Regions from separate parts of the Mus musculus genome. Here regions 2, 3, 4, 5, 6 and 7 are each linked to region 1. A link is a contact called in public promoter capture Hi-C data. All regions are on one chromosome and are shown on one strand. The core of a region is the stretch at or near the end of the contact, and the rest is flanking DNA. Distances in the headings are between cores, read along the strand shown. Region 1 holds the start of Cnp (2',3'-cyclic nucleotide 3' phosphodiesterase). Region 2 holds the start of Cntd1 (cyclin N-terminal domain containing 1). Region 3 holds the start of Rnd2 (Rho family GTPase 2). Region 4 holds the start of Rpl27 (ribosomal protein L27). Region 5 holds the start of Vps25 (vacuolar protein sorting 25). Region 6 holds the start of Aoc2 (amine oxidase, copper containing 2 (retina-specific)). Region 7 holds the start of Aarsd1 (alanyl-tRNA synthetase domain containing 1).

Region 1 (2,919 bases), core at 416-2,915:
TTGGTATCATCAAGCACAAGAACCCTGATGTCCCGGCGGCAGTAGCCAGCCAGGTCCTCGTCTAGACGCTTGTACGCCTCGGAGAAGTCTGCCCGAGAGCCAGGGATGATCTTGTAAGCATCAGCGGACACCATCTTGGTGCCGTCGTGGTACTTCTCCAGGATGAGCCGAGCCAGTGTGGACTTGCCGCTGCCCGGCAGGCCGCGCAGGATGAATAGCGTCTTGCACTCGTGGAGGGTAGCCACCGTGTCCTCATCTTGAAGGAAAGGGAACTGCAGCTCTGGCTTCTCCTTTGCTCCTGAGGATGACATTTTCCTGAAGAAGAGCTTGGGCAGGAATGTGTGGCTTTTGCGGGTAAAGCTTGTGTTCTGTGTAAGAAGGGAGGAGGAGATGTCAGCCCCGGCTCCTCAAAGCCAGCCCGCAAGCACCACACCCTAGTCTCTGGCCGAGTTCTCCCAGAGGGGGACCGCTTGTCAGTTGAGGAATCCCCAAGCCTAACTTAAAGCACCCTTGAATGGTGGATGCTTTCCCCGGAGGGGAATGGTGGATTTTCTTCCTCGCAGTAGATCCTTCAGTATCTTCAACAGCTGGGTTGTAAGGTAGAGGGAATCTTTCTGAAGCTACCTAACCTCTTAGTCTCTGGCTCCAAGGATCACTCTCTGCTCCCCCTCAGAACACCTTGGTGACAGGGCACGCAAGGGCAGCAAGTGCCTGTGGCTCCCTGTCAGCCCTAACTTATATATTCTTGGCACCTCTTAAGGATGTCCTGTTTGGAGGCCTGGGGCTCTATGTATGGGCAAAGCCACAGCTGCCTTGGCTCTCTTGAGTGTGCAGAGGAGGGTGAGGGCAGGGGAGGGTGACCCAAAGACCGCCTCCCTCCACCCAACAATGGCACCAACAGATAATACTCTCTTGTCTGGGTATAGGGGGACAATGGTCCCACAGAGGGCTGGTGGGGGGCAGGGCAGGAGGGCACTGGACAAAGGGCATATTCACAACCACCTCCTCCTCTGCTCTCTCAGTGCGCCCCCTCCCCCAATCTGTAGGATTAGGGCACAGGGCACCTGTATTCAGAGATCTGTGCCCCCTATTCTGCTGTGTGTTAGCAGCACCTCTCTGACAAAAACAAGACATAGCGGTTTCAGTTGTCATCTACAACGGCTTCCGCCCCTGAGAATTTAGCTGGCTTCTGGCTTCTCTATAGCCTTGTGCAGGAACCCACTCCCAGCGCGGGCTCCACAACAGCCCTGCACTCTCTGGTGCTACCCAGACCCATTTGCCAGCTGGTGTCGCCAAGGAGCATCGACTTTCACTTCCCTGCGGCGATATTTCCTTCTCCAAAGACACTAAGACTCCCCCAAAATATCCCCGCTCGCGCCCCTTGCCTTAGGGCTGCCTTGGAGGACCCAGAGGCAACTTCAACTCCGGAACCTGGTGTCCTCATTTGCAAACTACTTCTGCCCATGCATCCCCAAGAATCTCGCTTTCAGTTAGCCTCTCTCCCGCCCCGGCCCCCACGCACGCGCTGCGCTCACCATGATGAGTGGGCGCACCGCCGTCACCGCCTTTGCGGGTACTATGTCTCCGGGGCCGCCCGCCTGCGTGAGGGACACGGGCGTCTCCGGGTGTCCGGGGCCCCCCCACGCAGGGTCCCTTTCATAGCCTGGGGGCGGGGCGCGCGGACAGGGCGGGGTCAGCCCGAGCCTCTGCGCACGCGCCCCCGGGGAATGGAAACCTGAGTGCCAGGAAGCAGCGGTCTGAGCCTTGGCAGAAAGTAAAAGCACACCTGGACTCTCAATGCCAAGAAAGAGTCCGCCACGCCACCTCTTTGTTCCTTAAAAGTTAAAGTTTAACTTTTTCCCTTCTCTGAGACAGGAACTCACTATGTAGCCCTGACTGTCCTGGAACTCACCATGTAGATCAGGCTGGCCTGGTACAGAGATCTGCCTGCCTCTGCCTCCCAAGTGCTTGGATTAAAGACATCACCAGGAGAGAGATGAACTCTTAAAACAGGAGGCAGTTGCCTTTCCTGGGTTCCCAGGCAGGCTGGGATGAAATGGGTGCAGTCAGATAGTTTAAAATTTTGAAACAGGCTCATAGACCTTATCACAACTGACATGTGAAGGAAGTACCATTCAGGCCACGAAACCAGGCCGATAGGCATCACCGCCTCCTAAAACAAAAACAAAGACCTAATTCATCAAAGTCCATAATTCTGGGAAAGGCCCTAAATGTCCTAACCTTGATTTTTGGCTCCTATAGTCTGCTTCTGACTTAGGTGTGTCAACACAGGATGTGGTTTTTATGATTAAAAGCCTACCCTGAGAAAAGTGCTGGGTGGTGGTGGCACACACCTTTAATCCCAGCACTTGGAAGGCAGAGGCAGGTGGATTTCTGAGTTCAAGGCCAGCCTGGTCTACAGGGTGAGTTCCAGGACAGCCAGGTCTACACAGAGAAACCCTGTCTCAGGAAAAAAAAAAAAAAAAAAAAAAAAGTCTAGTGAAGGGGCTGAGGGGCTGGCTAATAAAGACTTTCTATTGGCTTCCGCTTGGGTCTAAGCAGTCTTCTTTGCTGGATATCCCCCAAAAAAGGTTTGTTTTAAAGATGAATCTCATGTAACCCAGGCTAAGTTCAAACTCTCTATGTAACAAAGGGTGACCTTGAACTTCTTATCCTCTTGCTGGAAATTCATACATACAAGAACATGTCAGCTGTTTAAGATGCTGGGGTTCCTGCAAGCTAGGCAAGTGCATCCTAGCTTCGAGGACGTGGTGACATTGTTCACTTTCACTTTTTTCTTTAATCCCAGCACTTGGGAGGCAGAGGCAAGCAGATCTCAGTGAGTTCCAGGCCAGCCTGATCTGCAGAGTGAGTTCCAGGACAGCCAGGCCTACAGAGAGACACCCTGTCTCAACAAAA
Region 2 (3,079 bases), core at 565-3,064, 700 kb before region 1:
GTTTCCCAAGGAATTGTCAATGACCTGCTTCTCTTCCCTCCTCCTGGGCGTATCATGGGAATGATTTAAAAGCCTTTCTTGCTAGTTCTAAAACAGTCTGCTATTAACCTTCTTCTGGGTGTTCTTCACAGATCTTAAACTTAGTAGATCCAAATCAAAACAACTGCCCCCAAACAAACATCACATTTCCTTATTCTTGCACTGTGTGTAAGTGCTGCTCCAAATGGCACCACGAGGCTGCCAGTCTCTGAGGCTCAGCCCTTTGACAGTCATCTTTCCCATCTTCATCTCTTAAACGAAAAACTCAGATTTTTAGATTTTGCCTCTGAGCTGTTTTAAATCCACTCTTGCCTTCCTCTCTGTCATCACTCTGACTACACACAGGCTCCCCTAGCTCACCTCCCAACTCAACTCCAGCCTTTAGACCACATACAAAATCATTTTTACCAGGGGGAAAATGACAGCCACATTGGCCCCCTCATTTACATTTCAGTGGCTTCGCTCAGCAGAGATGGCTTAGCAGTTAAGAGCACTGGCAGGTCTTCCAGAAAACCTGGGTTCAATTCCCAGCACCCACATCAGGTGGCTCACAACTGCCTATAATTCTCAATTCTTCTTTTTTCCTGCTAAAACAAGTATAAAGTTCTCTCCCCTGACAGACATTCAGACCTCTGCTTGGAATGTCTCCAAACTACTTTCCTGGCCTTACTCTCTATTGCTTCTCCATATGCTCTGGTCAACCTGGACAACTAAACCCTCCGCTCCCAGCCTCCCTCTTGTTTTCCCAAGTTTTATTCATGGTATCATTCAATCCCTGGACCTCATCTTACCACTCCTTTAAATTCTCATAGTAGCTTGTATTCTCTGTGTCAATCACTCTAACCGTTATTTGTATCCACTTGCTCATATGTTAACAATTCCCACCTAAAGACTACATAGTTTGAGAGCAATGGCTAGATTGCAGTTCCCTCTTTCTATACCAGGCAATGTAAATGATAAGCACTCTAAACACGTTTATGGAAAGAAGAGTAAAGGGGGCTGGTGGTGGAGAGATGGCTCAAGCAGTTAGAAGCACTGGCTACCCTTCTAGAGGACCAGGGTTCAATTCCCAGCACCCATATGGCAGCTCACAGCTGTCTATAACCTCAGTTTCAGGTGATTGGATACCCTCATACAGACATACATTAATTTTAAAAGGGGGGGGACTCCCCATGATGCCGTGTGCTTTTAATCCCAGCATCTGGGAGTCAGAACATCTGTCAATTCCAGGCCAGCCTAAGCTACAGAGAGTGTTCCAGGTCATGACTCCACAGTGAGACTTTGTCTTTAAAAATAAAAATAAAAAAAGGCACGTGGGGAGTGGTGCAGGGAAGTGGGGGTTAAGAAATAAAAAAAAGAGTGCTAGTAAGCCTCGTTCATCGCTTATAAGCCCCACGACCTCGCACAACAAGAGTACTAGCAAAATATTTGAGTGAAAAACAAAGATCAACGCTCCCCTGCCTCCCGTAAACCTGACTCCCCACTCTGCATCCACACCCACGATCCGGGTCTCCCTGAAGCTGCCCGTCCGTCCCGCAGCCTCCTTCACGGCTTGCTCGTTCTGCTGGGCCAAGTGAAGCAGGGCGTTTTCGATAGTCTCTGTGGTAACCACTCCGAACTGAAAGTCACTACAGTTCACCAGCCTGGGCCTCAAGGGTCCTTCCATATTCATAAGTCTTTCGGAGTACTTGGACAGTTTACGGGATCCATAAACTGGCCTCCTTAGCTTATTTCCAGAATCTTCTGCCACACCTTGGATTCTTCCTTCCCTTTCTATATGTTTGCCCTCGCTTCGAATCTGAGAAAAAACATAATGTCCACCACGGCTTCGAACGGTCAACAGCTTTTCGCGCCCCAACTGACACAGAGAGCTCAGCCAATCAGAAAGCAGGGCGCTTTTCACCTTTCCTGTCCCTCCTCTAGGGCGGAGAGACCCTGCCTCTACCCAGAAAACTCCACGTGGACTACAGCTCCCAGAGTTCCTTGCTGAAGTCAAAGACTACAATTCCTGGCGAGTTCCGGGCTTGACGGCTTAGGGCGGAGCAGCAACATGGCGGCCCCTGGAGCTGGTGACCCTCTGAATGCTAAGAATGGAAATGCTCCATTCGCTCAGCGCATCGACCCGTCGCGGGAGAAATTGACCCCAGCGCAGTTGCAGTTTATGCGGCAGGTGCAACTTGCCCAGTGGCAGAAAACACTGCCACAGCGGCGGACCCGGAACATCATGACCGGCCTGGGCATCGGGGCCCTGGTGTTAGCTATTTGTATCCGTCCTGGCTATACCGCATATGGGGTTAGGGAAAAGGGAACAAGACGTGTAGCTTTTAATGTGCGGGCAAATGAGGTTCATGCCTAATCTTACTATATATACGCAGCGCGTATTGGCTTAGTAATAACAATTGGTTAAGGGTTCAAAAGGAGCAAAAGGGTGGCAATCCAAAATCATTAATTTGGGAAAACAGCAAGGGTGGCTAGACGAAAGGAATGCCCATGTGCTTTGTGGTTTCCTGAACCCACTCCGTCAGATGGTTACACCTTCTACTCGGTGGCCCAAGAGCGTTTCCTTGATGAGCTGGAAGATGAAGCCAAAGCTGCCCGAGCCCGTGCTCTTGAGAGAGAGCGAGCTTCGGGACCCTAACTGTATGGACCATCTTCAAACTGCTGGATCCCCTGTATATGTTGAATGATGCCTGGTGGTCTTACAGCATCACTGGCACACTAACGTCGGACTGTGTGATTGAGCCCAAGAAGCCAGAGACTATGCATTTGGCCGCTGCCAAGGGGGGGATTGCTCACTTCACGTGCAGTTTGTCCAGTTACTCAGCCCTTTTTATTTCCTTGTTTGAGAGGTATGCAACCTTGCCTTTACCCAAACTTTGTGGTTTACCCCTTCACCTCCCAGGGGCCCCGACTCTTAAGGGGGAGGGTGTGGCTTAACTGCAGCGTTGGAACCTTAAAGTGGGAAAGATAGGGTCAAGTTAAAGTAATAAAATGAGTCATGTCTCCCGAAGCCAAGCTAGTGTGTGGGGGCAGAGAGACA
Region 3 (2,845 bases), core at 186-2,685, 890 kb before region 1:
GATCTCACACTGATAATCTGTAATCTTCTGGAGTTTGGAAGCCCTTTAAGAATCTCAGAAAATCTACCACCATTCTGACAAATTTTGTGCGTGCTTTCTGGGCTTTGATGACACATCTTCTAAAGTCCTCCAGGGAACGGAGTAAAAATAAAAACCCTTCCCATGAGGTTGGAGCAAGGACAGGGAGCCAGTGCTCCTGTTCTCCTGGGACTCTAGTTCAGTCTAGAGGAAGAAAAAAAAAAAAAAAAAAAACTACTTTCCACCACCTTCCCCCACCCCAGTAATTCTAAATAGCTTTCCTAAACCCAGTCCTATTTCCTAAGAAACATGTTCCAAAATAAATCATTTCTTTCCAAGTTCCTTGGGTAAGCAGAACCCAGCTGCAGGGCCGATATTAGACTTCCTACGTGGTTTCTGTCAGGCCTAAGAAACTCTGCCTCAGTTTCCCTGGCTCAAAAGAGAAACTGATGTTCTGCTCTAAAACTGGATGGATGTCTGAGCTGACCTGGAATCTCAGGTTCTGGCCAAGGGAGGGGCTAGAGGAAGGGACCTTGGCCGCCGTCAGGGTGACCCCGAGGGACTTGGCTACCTGAAGTATCCCACATGTTGAGCTCAATGCGGCGCTTGTCGATCTCGAAGCTGGCAGTGTAGTTCTCAAACACCGTGGGGACATAACTCTGCAGACACGGATGGGTCAAAATGAGAGAGAGCTGCTCTCCAGTACTCACTCACCCTGACAACTGCCCTCCTCCCTCGACACCCGGTCCAGCTCAGTCCCTAGACAGAAGTTGGTCTGAGGCTGGGCTAAGGGAAGATCCGGGGAGCTACTGCCTCCACCTCCTAGCTAGACTCTCAGATAACCCCCCTTCCCGGGTCCCTTTAGCCCCTAGTTTTTTCTCTCTCGGATGCCCGGGACCTCAGTCATTCTCCCGGAGCGCCCTTCCGGATCCTCTGATGCTCCTAAGCCCCATCCATTTCACCGCGTTCCTTGATTCCTTCCACTCCAATCCTCTGCAGTCCTTTCAGACCCCCCAACGCCTCCTTCCCTTCCTCTGAGCCTCTTTCTCTCCTCCCTGGTTACCCTGGTACCGGTTTCCAGCGGCCCCCGGGGCCCCTATAACCCACTCCCCGCAGCCTCGGTGCCCCTCTCTCCAGACGCCAATTCCTCACCCCGGGGTAGGCGTCCTTGGCGAACACCTGCAGCAACGCTGTCTTGCCGCACTCCGCGTCCCCCACCACTACGATCTTGCAGCGGCCACTCTGCCCCTCCATGGTCCCGGCTACGCGCCGGCCCCCCACGCCGCCCCCCTCCCGGGCACAGCCGCCGCTTCTGCCGCCTCCTCCCCCGCCGCTGCAGCTGCAGCCTCTCGGGCCGCCGACACCGGCATCTCGCGGGCCCGCGCCGAGCCCCCGCCCGGGGCTGCGGGCCCCCTCCGCCCCGCCCCTAGCCCGCGGGCCGCACCTCTGGCCCCGCCTCCCACCCGCACAGCCGAGGGGCGGGGTTCGGGACGGGGCGGGGCCTGGGAGGAGGGGAGGGGGACCCGAGTTAGACTCTAGCGCGCAGCTGTGACCCCAGGAGCGCCTGAGGGTTTGTGGCCAGCGAGCCCCGTTTATTTGAGTTCCTCGGGCATGGAGGCTGGGCTGACCGAGGGCGAAGTTCTGAAGGGTCAGCTGCGAAGCTCCATACACGGGCGCAAGGCCTGAGCCTTCTGTGTGCCCACGCGTGCACGCAGGTGTGCTAGTGCGGCGGACACGCGCGGCGGCAGCAATCTATTTCCCGAACACAGGGGGGCGTGAGATGTTAGGAAAGGGAGGATTTTTGATTTTTGTCTCCCTCCTCCACTCTCGGGTCCAGACAGAGCTTAGGGAAATGGAAGTACGGACCTTAGCACTCCCACCCTACATTAGTGACATCATAGCTTTCTATCTCCATAACGACGGGTGGCGGGATCTAGGCCTGTGACCAACCTAGAAGCATGGACTAAGTTCCTCTAGCCAAGTACTGAGTGGAAAGTTTTAGGGGAGCTTTTGCGTCCTCTGGTGGATGTTTTGGTAGAAAGAGCAAAGGGAAGGCTAAGGAAGCTAGAATCCTTTGACAGCTAAGCTGGGCCAGAGCTAAGCCCCAAAGCCAATTTCAGCCTCATCTCAGACTAGCAATAAGCAAACCGCCATTTGCATGACATCTTTTGCCTAGAAGAGGATGGAGAAAGGGGCTTGGAGGGCTGTGATCGGGATGTAAAGTGAATGAATGAATGAATGAATGAACAAATAAATACACATACATACATACATGCATACATAAGTGAAAAAAATCCTTCTTTAGCCGGGCATGGTGCTGCACGCCTTCAGTCTTAGCACTCATGAGGCAGAAGCAGGCAGATCTCCCTGAGTTTGAGGCCACTCTAGTCTATATAATGAGTTCCAGGTCAACCAGGTCTAAATAGAGAAATCCTGTCTCAAAACAAACAAAACTCTTCTTTAAGTCGAAGATGTTCATTTTAATGTTATCTCGTTTTGAATAACCGTGTAAAGGTAACTAAAGCACACAATCTCATCGCTGTTTTACAAAAAGTAAACAGACACACAGCATTAACACCCAAAACTGTTAAGTTTAAGTTAGAGATGTAACTCGGGAGTAGAGCTACATTCATGAGGCTCTGGGTTCTATCCTCAATTCCAACAAAAGGAAAAGAGAGTGTGAAAGAAAAGGGAGGTGGTGGCACATGTCATTTTAACCACAGAACTCCGGAGGCAGAGCCAGCCTTGTATTCATGGCACCTTCTAGGCTCCAGGCCAGACCTGGCTACATGGTGAGACCCTGTCTTAGAGGTTCTCATGCTTGTAG
Region 4 (2,772 bases), core at 7-2,506, 870 kb before region 1:
CTAGACGAGAAAAGGGAAAAAGAAAAGTCACGTTACTGCTTCGGCCCCATCTTAGTAAAACTATGTTTACTGAATACACCCTCCACATCTCTAGATTACTCCTTTAATGCTAAGAGTCAACAGGACAGTAACTCTGAGTTAGCCAGTGTTGACTCCTGTCACAAGGAGATTTAGAAGTCCATCAAGGCTAACACTCAAAGTGACCCCTAACACCTTCCCCCATGAAGCTAGTTAAGGTTAAAGCCCAGACTGCAAAGCGGGCAGCCTAACTAACCGGTTCTAGCTAAATGACAGGAGCAGGAAGCTGGAGAGGCCAGTGGTCTTGTGGCTAGGACCACAAGGGTTTATAAAACTGGTAAGAGGCAAGTAGCAAAACGCTCAAACACACCCAGGGGATGCTCTCTAAGTGTAAGTAGTGTCTCCCATCCTACATCCTCTCAGCTGCCTGCAGCACCCATTACTTTGACCTTAAGTAACTTAACACCTCGAAACCTTAGTGCCGGAAATTAAGTTACTGCAAGAACTATACACCACAGCTGTAATATGTACAATACACAGTGGCCACCATTACTACCCATTATGCATTCGCCAGTGCCTATTGTTAGGACAGATCTTAAATTCCCATCCGGCTCATCTTATCCAGCAGCCGAAATCCGCACATGCAAGCAGTCTCAAGAGCCCCGGGGGTCTGGTACCTTCACGATGACGGCTTTGCGTCCGGAGTAGCGTCCGGCCAGGACCAGCACCACTTTCCCGGGTTTCATGAACTTGCCCATCTCTGCAGAGACAAAGACAAGGAAGGAGCCGCTCACAAGTGTGTAAAGCGGAAGGCCCCGGAGCCGACGTCTACCTGCGAGCCCCGGTCGTAGGCCCGCGACTTTAGATCACCCGCTGCCGACTCCGCCACGCGGCCCGGAGGTCCTGCTCGAGGGATGCGACTCCCCGTGAAGCCGCCAGAGGCTCAGAGTCCGAATGAGCCCAGCAACCCGACCCCGGGACCGCGATGGCGGCGGATTGCAAGACCCTCTCCAGGCCTTTACTCACCGACAGCAGGCAGCCGGCACCCAGCAGAAAGGAAAGGAGGGCACTTCCGCTAACCTTTCACCTTACGGAGAGGTGGCTTCACTTCCTGTCCCGCCTCCCAGGCCCAGCCATGCCCCACGGTTGGTGGTCAAAGTTGTTGGCGGAAGGAGCTCGTCAGGGAGGGTCGGGCACTGCGTTTTTGAACCAAGCTTTATTAGCAGCACGAGCAGCAGACAGGAACAGAGCGTTCCGGTTCCGGCGTGTGGAGGGAGGAGCGAGGATGACACCTGAATGTGAGCTCTGTTCTGTCCCCTTCATTGCTGTAGTCCCCTACTCTGCCACTAGGAGGAGGACAGAGTCTGAAATTCACAGTTTTGCTTTGTAAGACCGGGCTTTGCGGGGGTGTGTGTGTGGGGGGGTGTGGGTGTGTGTGTGTGTGTCAGTGGTGGGCGGGGGTGTGTTTGTGTGTGTGTGTGCTGCATAAACCTGTAATCCCATCGTTTGAGGGGCTGAGACAAGAGTTCCAGTTCTAGTCCAACGTAGGTTACATAGACTCTGTCTTCCATAGGTAAATAAATTACAATTTATTTTAATTTAAATAATTTAAAATTATTATCCATAAGAAACAAAATGACAGCCGGGCGTGGTGGCGCACGCCTTTAATCCCAGCACTTGGGAGGCAGAGGCAGGCGGATTTCTGAGTTCGAGGCCAGCCAGGTCTACAAAGTGAGTTCCAGGACAGCCAGGGCTATAAAGAGAAACCCTGTCTCGAAAAACCAAAAAAAAAAAAAAAAAAAAAAAAAGAAACAAAATGACCTCCTCGCGCACAGTTAGATGAAAAATGAAAAATGGAAAAGATCAGACAGTATCCTTATCTCCAACATTCAACCCGATGATGTCAGATATTGACTACAATAAGCATGTGGTACTCCTAGCTTTTAAAATATATTTTTAAATTAAAATATATATTATATATTTGTATATATATATATATATATATATATATATATATATATACACACATATATGTTGAGATTTAGATTTTGTTTTGTTTTGTTTGGTTTGGTTTTTTTTTTGAGACAGGGTTTCTTTGTGTAGCCCTGGCTGTCCTGGAACTCACTCTGTAGACCAGGCTGGCCTCGATAGATTTATTTTTATTTTTTTGTATGAGTATTTTGCTTTTTTGCCTGCATGTATGTATATGCACCAAGATGAGTGTCTATTCTCCAAGGAGGTCAGAGGAAAATGTTGGATGCCCTGGAACTGGTTTTACAGATGATTGTGAGTCACTGTGTGGGTGCTGGGAATTGAGCCTGGGTTCTCTGCAGATCTTCTGCAAGAGCAGAAACTGCTCTAAGTACCATCATCTCTCCAGCCCCTATTTATTATTACTTCAATATTTTTCAGTTCATTTTTTTTTTTTTTAAAGATTTATTTATTATTTTATGTAAGTACACTGTAGCTGTCTTCAGACACACCAGAAGAGGGAGTCAGATCTTGTTACAGATGGTTGTGAGCCACCATGTGGTTGCTGGGATTTGAACTCTGGACCTTCGGAAGAGCAGTCGGGTGCTCTTACCCACTGAGCCATCTCACCAGCCCCCTTTTCAGTTCATTTTAAAGGACTTATTTTCAGTTATGTGTATGTTGATATGTGGGTATGTGTGAGAATATGATGCCCACATAGGCCACAGACATTGGATCTCCTGGAGCTGGAGTTACAGGCTGTGGTGAACCATTTGATGTGGG
Region 5 (3,153 bases), core at 432-2,931, 680 kb before region 1:
GAGGCAGAGGCAGGCGGATTTCTGAGTTCGAGGCCAGCCTGGTCTACAAAGTGAGCTCCAGGACAGCCAGGGCTATACAGAGAAACCCTGTCTCGAAAAACCAAAAAAAAAAAAAAAAAAAAAAAAAAAAAAAAAACCAAACCAAACCAAACCAAACAAAACCAGGGGGCCTGAAGAGATGGCTCAGTGGTTAAGAGCATTGACTGCTCTTCCACAGGTCCTGAGTTCAATTCCCAGCAACCACATGGTGGCTCACAACCATCTGTAATGAGATCTGATGCCCTCTTCTGGTGTGTCTTAAGAGAGCAATGGTGTACTCATATACATGAAATAAATAAATATATCTTTAAACAGACAAACAAACCAACAGGTATCTGAGAACTGAACCCACCTTTCTTTCTCAGTTCTTCTAATACAATCTGAATTGACTCCACAGGAAGTTTCCCTGGCTTAAGGTTAAGGGAATGGCCTACATGTAAATTAGGTTAAATAAAACATTTTCGGAGTTCGGCCCACGATAAAGAATGATCTAGCCCCCTCCTTTCCCTGCCATACATACATGCAATTTTTGAAGAAGATATGTTTGCATTTCCTCAATATTCTGGAAAAGGAGGTAAAAAGAAACTTCCAGTTAGAAGGAAGAACTAGCAAAGTGTGTTACAGGCCTGTAATACCAGCTCTTATGGGATGGACACAGGAGAATCACCAGTCCAAGGCTGGGCTGGGCTATAGAGATCAGGTCTCAAATAAAAGGCAAGAGTTTTAGAAAATAAAGGGTGTTACCCTTTACTTCATTCTCTGTGCCTTTTTCTCCACAAATTTTACCTATGAATCAGAGAGCAAAAATAAATGACCCTCACTTCCTGGGAGAGGTGGGGCAAGTCAAAAAAATTATTAAAGATGGTTTGGGATTTGAGGCTCACAGAGAGGAGATTCAAATAGTTTTAAAGGGTCCAGTGTGTAAAGCTTGGGACTTAAAGACCCCAGCACTCATTAACTAGGGTAAAGGGAGCTTGCACTGCCTGCAAAAGTGCATATAAAATGATTATCTGCCATTTAGTTTTGCTGTTTCCCAAGTCCAGGTTGAATAGAAGCCTGCCTACTGTGGGTAAAGGGAGGTGGGGAGATGCAGTCTGGGCATGTAGAAAAGTGTGGGAGTGCGTGTGTGTGGGGGCTGGGGGTGGGCTATGGAAGAGCCTGAGGGAGGATACGCTGTAGCTTGACGTTGTTGAAAAGCGGGCTCTCCTGGGCTTCCATCACCGTCATGCTGGACTGTTTGTGCAGGCGGCAGAAGGACAGAACCAGAGAGCACCAGGCGGCCAGCTGCTTCTGCCGGGTGTCCACGTTCGGCTGTAACCTGCCGGGCGAAGGGAGCAGGACGAGGAATTAAAGCGTGGAAGAGGGCGGCAGCAGCACCAGCCTAGCAGCACGTTAGGGGGAGACAGTGACGGGCTGGCTGGACAGGAAGGCGGCCGGCAGCTCCCGTCTCCCCCGGAACCCCAAGTGAATCATCAGGGCTGAGCCCTGGGCCCCGGGGACGGGAGGGAGCTACACTGGGCTTCTCAGGGTCTGAGCCTCACGTAAAGAAGGGCGGGAAGCGGTACTGCCACGGCCACTCGAAACTCATCGCCATCGTAGTAGCCCAGAAAACCCGGAACCGACAAGGGGCTTCCGGTCTCCGCCTCAGCATGTCCGGGCTGACAGCACAGCAGAAAGGTTCCGGACTCCTCTCGGGAGGCGCCGCAGTGGGATGGGAACGGTTCTTGTCACCAATCTGCTGCTGTCTAAAGAAAAACTTCAACATGAAGCGCAGGAGTTCTGGGTCTTGTCGCTTAAACAGAGGGAAACGGGGGCGGGGGGGGGGGGGGGGGACGACGACACGTAGTTTCCCTCTGCAAATTGCGAGGTCAGCCGAACGCAAGTTAGAATCCACATCTGGAGGCTTCACCTTCGTGTCGGTTGCCAATTTAAACTCATGATGCCGAAATTTCCTGCATTCCCACCCAGGTTGACTTCACTCTTAAATTTCCTGTAGGATCATGGGAGCATATTGTGTGGTTTGCATCGCTATACGCGATTTTCAAAGAATCAAAACTTATTGCTTTTTTCAAAGAATCAAAACTAACGTTTAGCTCTTAACCTCTTCCTTTCTAGACCCCAGACTTGGAATCCCTTTGGCTTCATCTGACTCATACCCAGCCTACACTAGTCAGATCTGTCCCTTTGCCTGCCTAAACTACGGGTCAGTTCCCAAACCAGAATTACTGTTTCCATTCTCCCAACAGTACTTCCACTGCTGAGCTGTGGAAAATTGCTGAAGACCAACCAGAACATGTTTACTGAGTCCCGGGCTCGCTGACTAATCTCACTACTGGACTCTCAGGGGAGCCTTGTTGGATCTAGAAATACAAGTTTGGGAGTCTTCTGACCTGACATGCAATATGAACCCATTTAAGGGATAAGAGCACTAAACAAAAGGTGTATTGAAAAGAAGGCTGACCTTGGGCTGCTAGGAGATGCTCACCTTTAAAGAGCGAGAAGAAGCTGGGCTGTTTTCATTGATTCCCTGTTATCCTCATTCAAAATAGTCCGCCTGTGTCTATCTTTCTGTTCCCTGAAGAATTATTGTGAGAATCCCTTAATCTCTCTCTGTCACAATGTTTAATTCATAGCTCCAAAGCTCCTCCCCATTTTTTCTTCCTTTGCCTTTTGAACTCAAAACTGCCATTCTTCCTTTACAAGTAACGTGTTGCCTCAATTTTTCAATTTCTTTCCGGATATCACTATCATCATGCCTCCCTCCCTTTCTGTGTAGCTCACTTTATTTCTATTTAAAAGTAATGTTAGGGCTGGTGAGATGGCTCAGCAGGTAAAGAGCACTGACTGCTCTTCTGAAGGTCCTGAGTTCAAATCCCAGCAGCCACATGGTGGCTCACAATCACTCGTAATGAGATCTGACGCCCTCTTCTGGTGTGTCTGAAGACAGCTACAGTGTACTCATATACATACATAAACAAATAAATCTTAAAAGAAAAAAAAAATGTTAGCTGAGCACACCTTTATCCCAGAGCTCAGCCTTTAATCCCACTGCCTCAACCTTCTGAGAACTGAGATTACATGTGTGTGCTGTGTCCATGGTCTGTTTTTTTTAAA
Region 6 (2,909 bases), core at 360-2,859, 750 kb before region 1:
GGTCCAGTTTGAAGTGGAAAGCGTGTGTATGCACCGCTCCCAGCACTCTTTCTCCCACACGGTTCCCAAAGAGGAGACTTTCAGCTCCTCCACTCATGAAGGCTGTGTTGATATAGCCCGTGGCATGGACACGAGCTTCAAGGGCCCCGGTTGGGTGTAGCATAAAGTCCCAGATGTAATCATAGTTGCCCACTGATGACACCGACCTGACCACAAGGCTTGAGCTGGCCAAACCACCATAGAAATGACCCCCGATGCCATTATGATGCCTTCGAAGGGGCAGTCCCTGGGCCTCCTCAAATACACACACAGCCCCTGGAAGCAGCTGGACTGACCCCGTGCCCACCAGTACATGGATGTCCACCATTGTGGCTTGATAGGGGCAATCCACCCCCCGAACCAAAGCTCGGCTGTTGAGACCAAGCCCATAGCTGCTGTCCAAGTACCGGATCGTCATTGTTTTGGGGGAATCAGCACCATAAACTGTCAGACACTCCTGGACACTGACTTCATAAGCCACACGCTCACCCTTGAACCGAATATCAAAAATTCTTAAGCCACTGAACACCCCATGACCAAAGGTAAATGTCCAGAGGGGAGATGTCACTGAGTTTCCCTGTATGTTATACTGGGGACCCTGAAGTGAGAACTGAAGAGGGGGAAGAGGAGGGTCTGGAGTGACTCTAGGCCTCAAGGAGGAAGCTCCACCTGGTGTGGGTAGAGGGACCCGAATCACTTCTAGGCGGCCAACTTTAAACTCCCATTCCAACTGGGCCAAGTCTGCATAGTAATGCCCAAGGTAGAAGACCTGTTGGACTACCCAGTCGGCAGGGTCCAGGGCCCCGTGGTCCAACAGTAGCTCCAGCCCCACAGGGTGAAGGAACACTCCAAGACCTGAGATGTTATGGTAGAGGGCTATCCAGGTAGCTCGATCGCCTGCATGGAAACCACTAGCAGTAGAATGCAAAGGTGCCAAGGTGGAGCCATTGTAGTTCAAGACAGAAGCCAGAAAGGTGGGTGCCTTTGGTAGCTCCACTTCTTTCAAATGCCTCCATATCTGAACAAACTCAGTTTTCTGCATGGGGCGCCGATAATAGGGCAGGGGGCCGCCGTGGCGCTCCACAGTCACATCCCGCATGTAGGAGGGGTGAGGCAGGGGCCCCACCACCAGCTCACTCACGTTGGGCTTGGGTTGTCCACCAAAGAAGATGATGGCTAGTGCCTCTCGCACAGGTGGGGGCCCCCCTCTGTCCAGGTGGGCCAGGGCTGCAGCCTTGGCAGGCAGCTGCAACTCTACTGAGAAGACACAGTTGTCCGAGGGTCGAGCCTGGGCTGCATCCACCAGCCCCGGCCCCAGGTGCTTGGTCAGGAAGCTCATCACAGCTGTCAGCTCCTCTGGGGTCAGGTCTGCAAACAGCTGGCTCTGGCTAGGGTGTGTCCAGGGATGAATTCTGGGAGGTATGGAAGGGCATCGAGGAGACTGGCTGAAACTGCCTTGCCTGGTCAGCAGGACATAGACCAGAGCAAAGACAGTGAGGAAAGACAGCCCCAGAAGCAGCAGCAGCACCTTGAGATTCATGGCTGGCACTGAAGCTCCCCCCGTCCTGAGAGCTCATCGGTGTCTGACATTGTGGCAGGCTTATATTCAGGATGATGGAGAGGAATGGACTAAACTCCACCCTGTGGGCTGGACAGGAAATCTCTGATCGTGCTTTATGTAGTTCTGTTCCAATTTTCTGTCTTGTGCTCTGGCTCAAGACATTACATAGCTTGCTCCTGTCCCTAAACTTTGACTGCCAATGGTCACTAACTACTACGTGTCATCATTTAGAACAGGTGAGAGGGATGGGGTGGGTAATGGAGCTGAACTACCTGAGAAGGCAGTTTCGATACACACTCCTTCCTTTCCCTGTCTAACACACAAGTACTAACAAAACACCTCTTAGCAGAATTACATTCCCAGTTCCCAGACCCACCGCCCAACTCAGCAATGAGCAGTCAGCTCTACCTGGGACCTAATGAGTGCCTGACTTGGGAGACCCAGGCCTTACTCTATCCAGTCAGAGAGACGACTGGTTGAGGTTGAGCTGTGTTTAGGTCTATACAATGATCCAGTCCAAGTTATGTAGCCTTAAAGGGGCTACATATCCTGAATTTCTTCCCTATGAAGGCGCATGAGGCATGGTCATTTATACTGATAATACCAACACTCAAGAGGAGTGCTGAGAGTTCAACTAAGCTACATGAGTGAATTATAGGTCAACCTAGGTGATACCCTGCCTTAAAAAATAAAAAGCATAGCCAGGGAGAGGTACTATATGCCTTCAATCCCAGCACTCAGGAGACAAGCCGATCTGTTGAGTTTGAGGCCAGCCTGGTCTTTAGAGCGGTCCTAGGACAGCCAAGGCTACACAGAGAAGGGTCTTTAAAAAACAAACAAAAAAACCGAATAAATATATAAAAAGCATAAAAGTATTCTGTGGAGTGCTTTTGATTAAAATGTAGCCTTACACAGCAAGTGCTTAGTAACCCTGGAGGGAGGGAGGGAGGCAGGCAGGCAGAGCAGGTAGCTAGTGGCTCTAAACTCTGGGATAGAATAGAGTAGATGCCCCTCCCCTACTGGGACCTTAAACCTCTATAGACAATGAAGAGTCTCACTGTCAGGAGGGAAGTGAGGACATGTTATTTTAGAGGGATGTAAGCCTCTTATGAGCACTGTGGGTCAGTATAAACCAATACCAGGAGTTCCCTCAAAAAAGTATGTATGAAGTAAGTATGTATGTATGAATGTATGTATGTATGTAGAGGCAAGCTGGTATGGAGGAAAAGGACTGGATCGACAGGGTCAGCCCGAGCTGCTGGTCCCACACATAACCACAGCAGCCTCTGCTGGCAGCTCAGGGTATCAC
Region 7 (2,902 bases), core at 79-2,578, 840 kb before region 1:
CTGCAGAGCTTGTGGCCACTTTGCAGTGGGAAGGTGTTACAGAGACCGCTCACCCACAGAGGTCCCTGTCACGCCTGGCCCTTTAGCTTCCTGTACCAGAGTGTGAAGTGTTTTGTTTGTTTGTTTGTTTGTTTGTTTTTAGAAAATGAGAGTTTGGTCCTCAGTGCCCATACCAGGTGGCTCACAACCACCTGTAACTTGGTGTACACATAAGTAAAAATAATATTTAAAAAATCCAAATTATCGCCGGGCGTGGTGGCACACACGCCCTGTCTCGAAAAACCAAAAAAAAAAAAAAAAAAAATCCAAATTATCGGGGCTGGCGAGATGGTTCAGCGGCTAAGAAGAACACTGACTGCTTTTCCAAAGGTCTTGAGTTCAAATTCCAGCAACCACATGGTGGCTCACAATCATTTCTAATGAGATCTGATGTCCTCTTCTGGAGTGTCTGAAGACAACTACAGTCTACTTATTTATAGGGTTAAGCTGAGTGCGCAGAGGTCCTAAAAATTCAACTCCCACCAGGCAGTGGTGACATAGGCCTTTAATCCCAGCACTTGGGAGGCAGAGGCAGGCGGATTTCTGAGTTCGAGGCCAGCCTGGTCTACAGAGTGAGTCAGGACAGCCAGGGCTATACAGAGAAACCCTGTCTCAAAAAACCAAAAAAAACAAAAAACCAAAAAATCAACTCCCAACAACCACATGAAGGCTCATGAGTACAGCTACAGTGTACTCATATACATAAAATAAAAATAAATCTTTTAAAAAAATCCACTTAGCCTATTATTGCTGGGCAGTCGTGATGAATGCCTTCAATCCCAGCACTTTGAAGGTAGAGGCAGGAGGATATCTTTAAGTTCGAGGCCAGCTTGGTCTACAATGCAAGTTCCAAGACAGCCAGGACGTTACACAGTGAAACCCTCTCTCAAAACACCACCACCATCCAAAAATAGAAATTATCATAAATCATAGGTTTCTGAGTTAAATTTCTTCCCTTCAGTTTAAAAAAGTTACATGATGAAATATTATGGGTATTGGTTTTAAGTAAAATATTAACATATGTGTCTTGTGTATGTCCAGCCCCTCTCATTTCCACCTTTATGCCACAGGGCCTCTGCTGGCCAAATCACAAGGCCCCAAGAGCTGAAGAACGTCTTAGCTCCAGTTGTGTATTTAGTTTTGTGGTCTTCCAGACTCAAAACGGTGGCAAAACAGCATAGAACACCTACAGTTGGCAGTTTTAGTAAATTTGGGCACACTATACCCCTTCGTGCCGAGCGCGGTAACGCTTAAGAAAATTTGTCCCACATCGCTCTCCGTCCGCCGCCCGGCTTTTCTGCGCGCGCGGGTCTCTCCGGCCTAGGAGACCGCGATGGCGTTCCTGTGTCAGCGCGACAGCTACGCACGGGAGGTGCGGACCGGTGGGCGAGGGTCCTGAGACCGAGGGGGGCATCGGGAGGGAGGGTGGCTGCAGGCTCCAGTCTCGGCGTAAGAGGGATAATGCTCGCACCCCTCTCCCTGCGCAGTTCACCACCACCGTGGTCTCCTGTAGTCCCGCCGAGCTGCAGACGGACGCGAGCGGCGGCAAGAAAGAAGTGTTGAGCGGATTCCATGTGGTTCTGGAAGACACGCTGCTTTTCCCCGAGGGCGGGGGACAGGTATTAGGAGCAGCCTCAGCCGGACCCCCTCCCCGGAACCCACATTCCAGTTCGCTCCTGCAGAAAAATGCGTTCGCCCTTTCTCAGCCTCAGTAAATCCAGGGGCGTTAGTTCAATGCATTATTCATTCAGCATATGCTTATGTAGGTAAGACACAGGCAGTGTGTCATATTCCAGGCGCTGAAGAGAGACTGAACAAGACAGTACCTCCAAATACACGTGGAGTGCTTGTTGCAGACAGCCCGGTATGCCAGGTATAAGTAATGATAATGTCCCTAGAAATAAGCTGGGTAAAGGGAAAGAGTGGTGGGATGCTCTCTTCTGTAGAGAGCCTTCTGGACAGCTTGGTAGTTGTCTGTGAAGGGAAGGGATGAGCCAATGTAGCTATTTAGTGGTTCTGGGGCAAAAGAAATAGTTCAGGTAGAAGAGCTGTGCAAAGGCCCTGAGATGGAAATCTACACGAAGCATTTTACAGGCACTAAGATGCTCCTCCCAGAATTCAGAAGAGGGGCGGTGCCTTTCAGAGCAGACCTTTTGAGTGCTTTGATGGAGAGCCTAGCTACAGTTTACAAAAAAAAAAAAAAGAAGAAGAAGAGAGTGCCACCCAGAGTGGGGGCTCTGGGAGAGTTTCTTAGCAGCCAGGTTGATGGCATAGACAAGGACAGTGAAGCCTGAAAGAATCTTCCTAACTGTAAACAAAGCGGTGGGATAGTGCTGGAGCTTGTGCATGTTGAGGACAAGCTAGAGAGCTTTGGAACAGTGATTTGGAACAGAGCTTCGGAACAGAGGGCCTTGGAGGGTCTAGGAAGGTATAGACTCCATTCAGGAAACCAGCAAGCTGTGCAAGATCGGAGGCAAGGAAGAATTTGGTAGACCAGGGGAAAGCCTCAGTTGTTTTTTTCTTTTTTTTTTTTTTTTCTTTTTTTGAGACAGGGTTTCTCTGTGTAGCCCTGGCTGTCCTGGAACTCACTTTGTAGACCAGGCTGGCCTTGAACTCAGAAATCCGCCTGCCTCTGCCTCCCAAGTGCTGGGATTAAAGGCATGCACCACCTCGCCCAGCCAAGCTTCAGTTTTTGCTTTTTTGTTTTGTTTTTTTCGAGACAGGGTTTCTCTGTATACTTTGGCTGTCCTAGAACTTACTCTGTAGACCAGGCTGGCCTCGAACTCAGAAATCTGCCTGCCTCTGCCTCCCGAGTGCTGAGATTAAAGGCGTGCGCCACCACTGCCCTGCGCTTTCTTATTTA

Evidence for each region. Promoter capture Hi-C pulls out the DNA fragments that hold promoters and counts their contacts. Capture Hi-C pulls out chosen DNA fragments and counts their contacts.
Region 2: a promoter capture Hi-C map of liver shows a contact between it and region 1, with 4 times the contacts expected there. The contact joins the promoter of Cntd1 here to the promoter of Cnp in region 1. A contact is called at or near these places in 1 of 39 promoter capture datasets (liver), 1 of 115 datasets of contacts at active chromatin or transcription factors (pancreatic cancer cells) and 1 of 9 other capture datasets (adipose tissue).
Region 3: a promoter capture Hi-C map of liver shows a contact between it and region 1, with 3 times the contacts expected there. The contact joins the promoter of Rnd2 here to the promoter of Cnp in region 1. A contact is called at or near these places in 1 of 39 promoter capture datasets (liver) and 1 of 9 other capture datasets (liver).
Region 4: a contact with region 1 is called in a promoter capture Hi-C map of liver, with 4 times the contacts expected there. The contact joins the promoter of Rpl27 here to the promoter of Cnp in region 1. A contact is called at or near these places in 2 of 39 promoter capture datasets (liver and pre-B cells) and 1 of 9 other capture datasets (liver).
Region 5: a promoter capture Hi-C map of pre-B cells shows a contact between it and region 1, with 5 times the contacts expected there. The contact joins the promoter of Vps25 here to the promoter of Cnp in region 1. A contact is called at or near these places in 4 of 39 promoter capture datasets (the C10 cell line, liver and pre-B cells).
Region 6: a promoter capture Hi-C map of liver shows a contact between it and region 1, with 6 times the contacts expected there. The contact joins the promoter of Aoc2 here to the promoter of Cnp in region 1. A contact is called at or near these places in 2 of 39 promoter capture datasets (liver and pre-B cells).
Region 7: a promoter capture Hi-C map of liver shows a contact between it and region 1, with 3 times the contacts expected there. The contact joins the promoter of Aarsd1 here to the promoter of Cnp in region 1. A contact is called at or near these places in 1 of 115 datasets of contacts at active chromatin or transcription factors (pancreatic cancer cells) and 2 of 9 other capture datasets (adipose tissue and liver).

What each region holds. Positions count from the first base shown.
Region 1 is chr11:100,573,685-100,576,603 of GRCm38.p6, reverse strand. It overlaps Cnp (2',3'-cyclic nucleotide 3' phosphodiesterase), which reads right to left and starts at 1,665. Exons shown (of 4, transcript NM_009923.2): 1 at 1,536-1,665; 2 at 1-368. The coding sequence starts at 1,538.
Region 2 is chr11:101,277,938-101,281,016 of GRCm38.p6, reverse strand. It overlaps Cntd1 (cyclin N-terminal domain containing 1), which reads right to left and starts at 1,814. Exons shown (of 7, transcript NM_026562.2): 1 at 1,537-1,814. The coding sequence starts at 1,711. Coa3 (cytochrome C oxidase assembly factor 3) reads left to right here and starts at 2,069. Exons shown (of 2, transcript NM_026618.2): 1 at 2,069-2,303; 2 at 2,565-3,047. The coding sequence starts at 2,090. The coding sequence ends at 2,677.
Region 3 is chr11:101,466,765-101,469,609 of GRCm38.p6, reverse strand. It overlaps Rnd2 (Rho family GTPase 2), which reads right to left and starts at 1,435. Exons shown (of 5, transcript NM_009708.2): 1 at 1,171-1,435; 2 at 590-677. The coding sequence starts at 1,272.
Region 4 is chr11:101,440,729-101,443,500 of GRCm38.p6, reverse strand. Rpl27 (ribosomal protein L27) reads right to left here and starts at 1,256. Exons shown (of 5, transcript NM_011289.3): 1 at 1,045-1,256; 2 at 696-778. The coding sequence starts at 776.
Region 5 is chr11:101,252,235-101,255,387 of GRCm38.p6, reverse strand. It overlaps Vps25 (vacuolar protein sorting 25), which reads right to left and starts at 1,681. Exons shown (of 6, transcript NM_026776.5): 1 at 1,581-1,681; 2 at 1,212-1,357; 3 at 392-445. The coding sequence starts at 1,633.
Region 6 is chr11:101,323,763-101,326,671 of GRCm38.p6, reverse strand. It overlaps Aoc2 (amine oxidase, copper containing 2 (retina-specific)), which reads right to left and starts at 1,609. Exons shown (of 4, transcript NM_178932.1): 1 at 1-1,609. The coding sequence starts at 1,579.
Region 7 is chr11:101,415,859-101,418,760 of GRCm38.p6, reverse strand. Aarsd1 (alanyl-tRNA synthetase domain containing 1) reads left to right here and starts at 1,328. Exons shown (of 12, transcript NM_144829.1): 1 at 1,328-1,411; 2 at 1,527-1,658. The coding sequence starts at 1,373.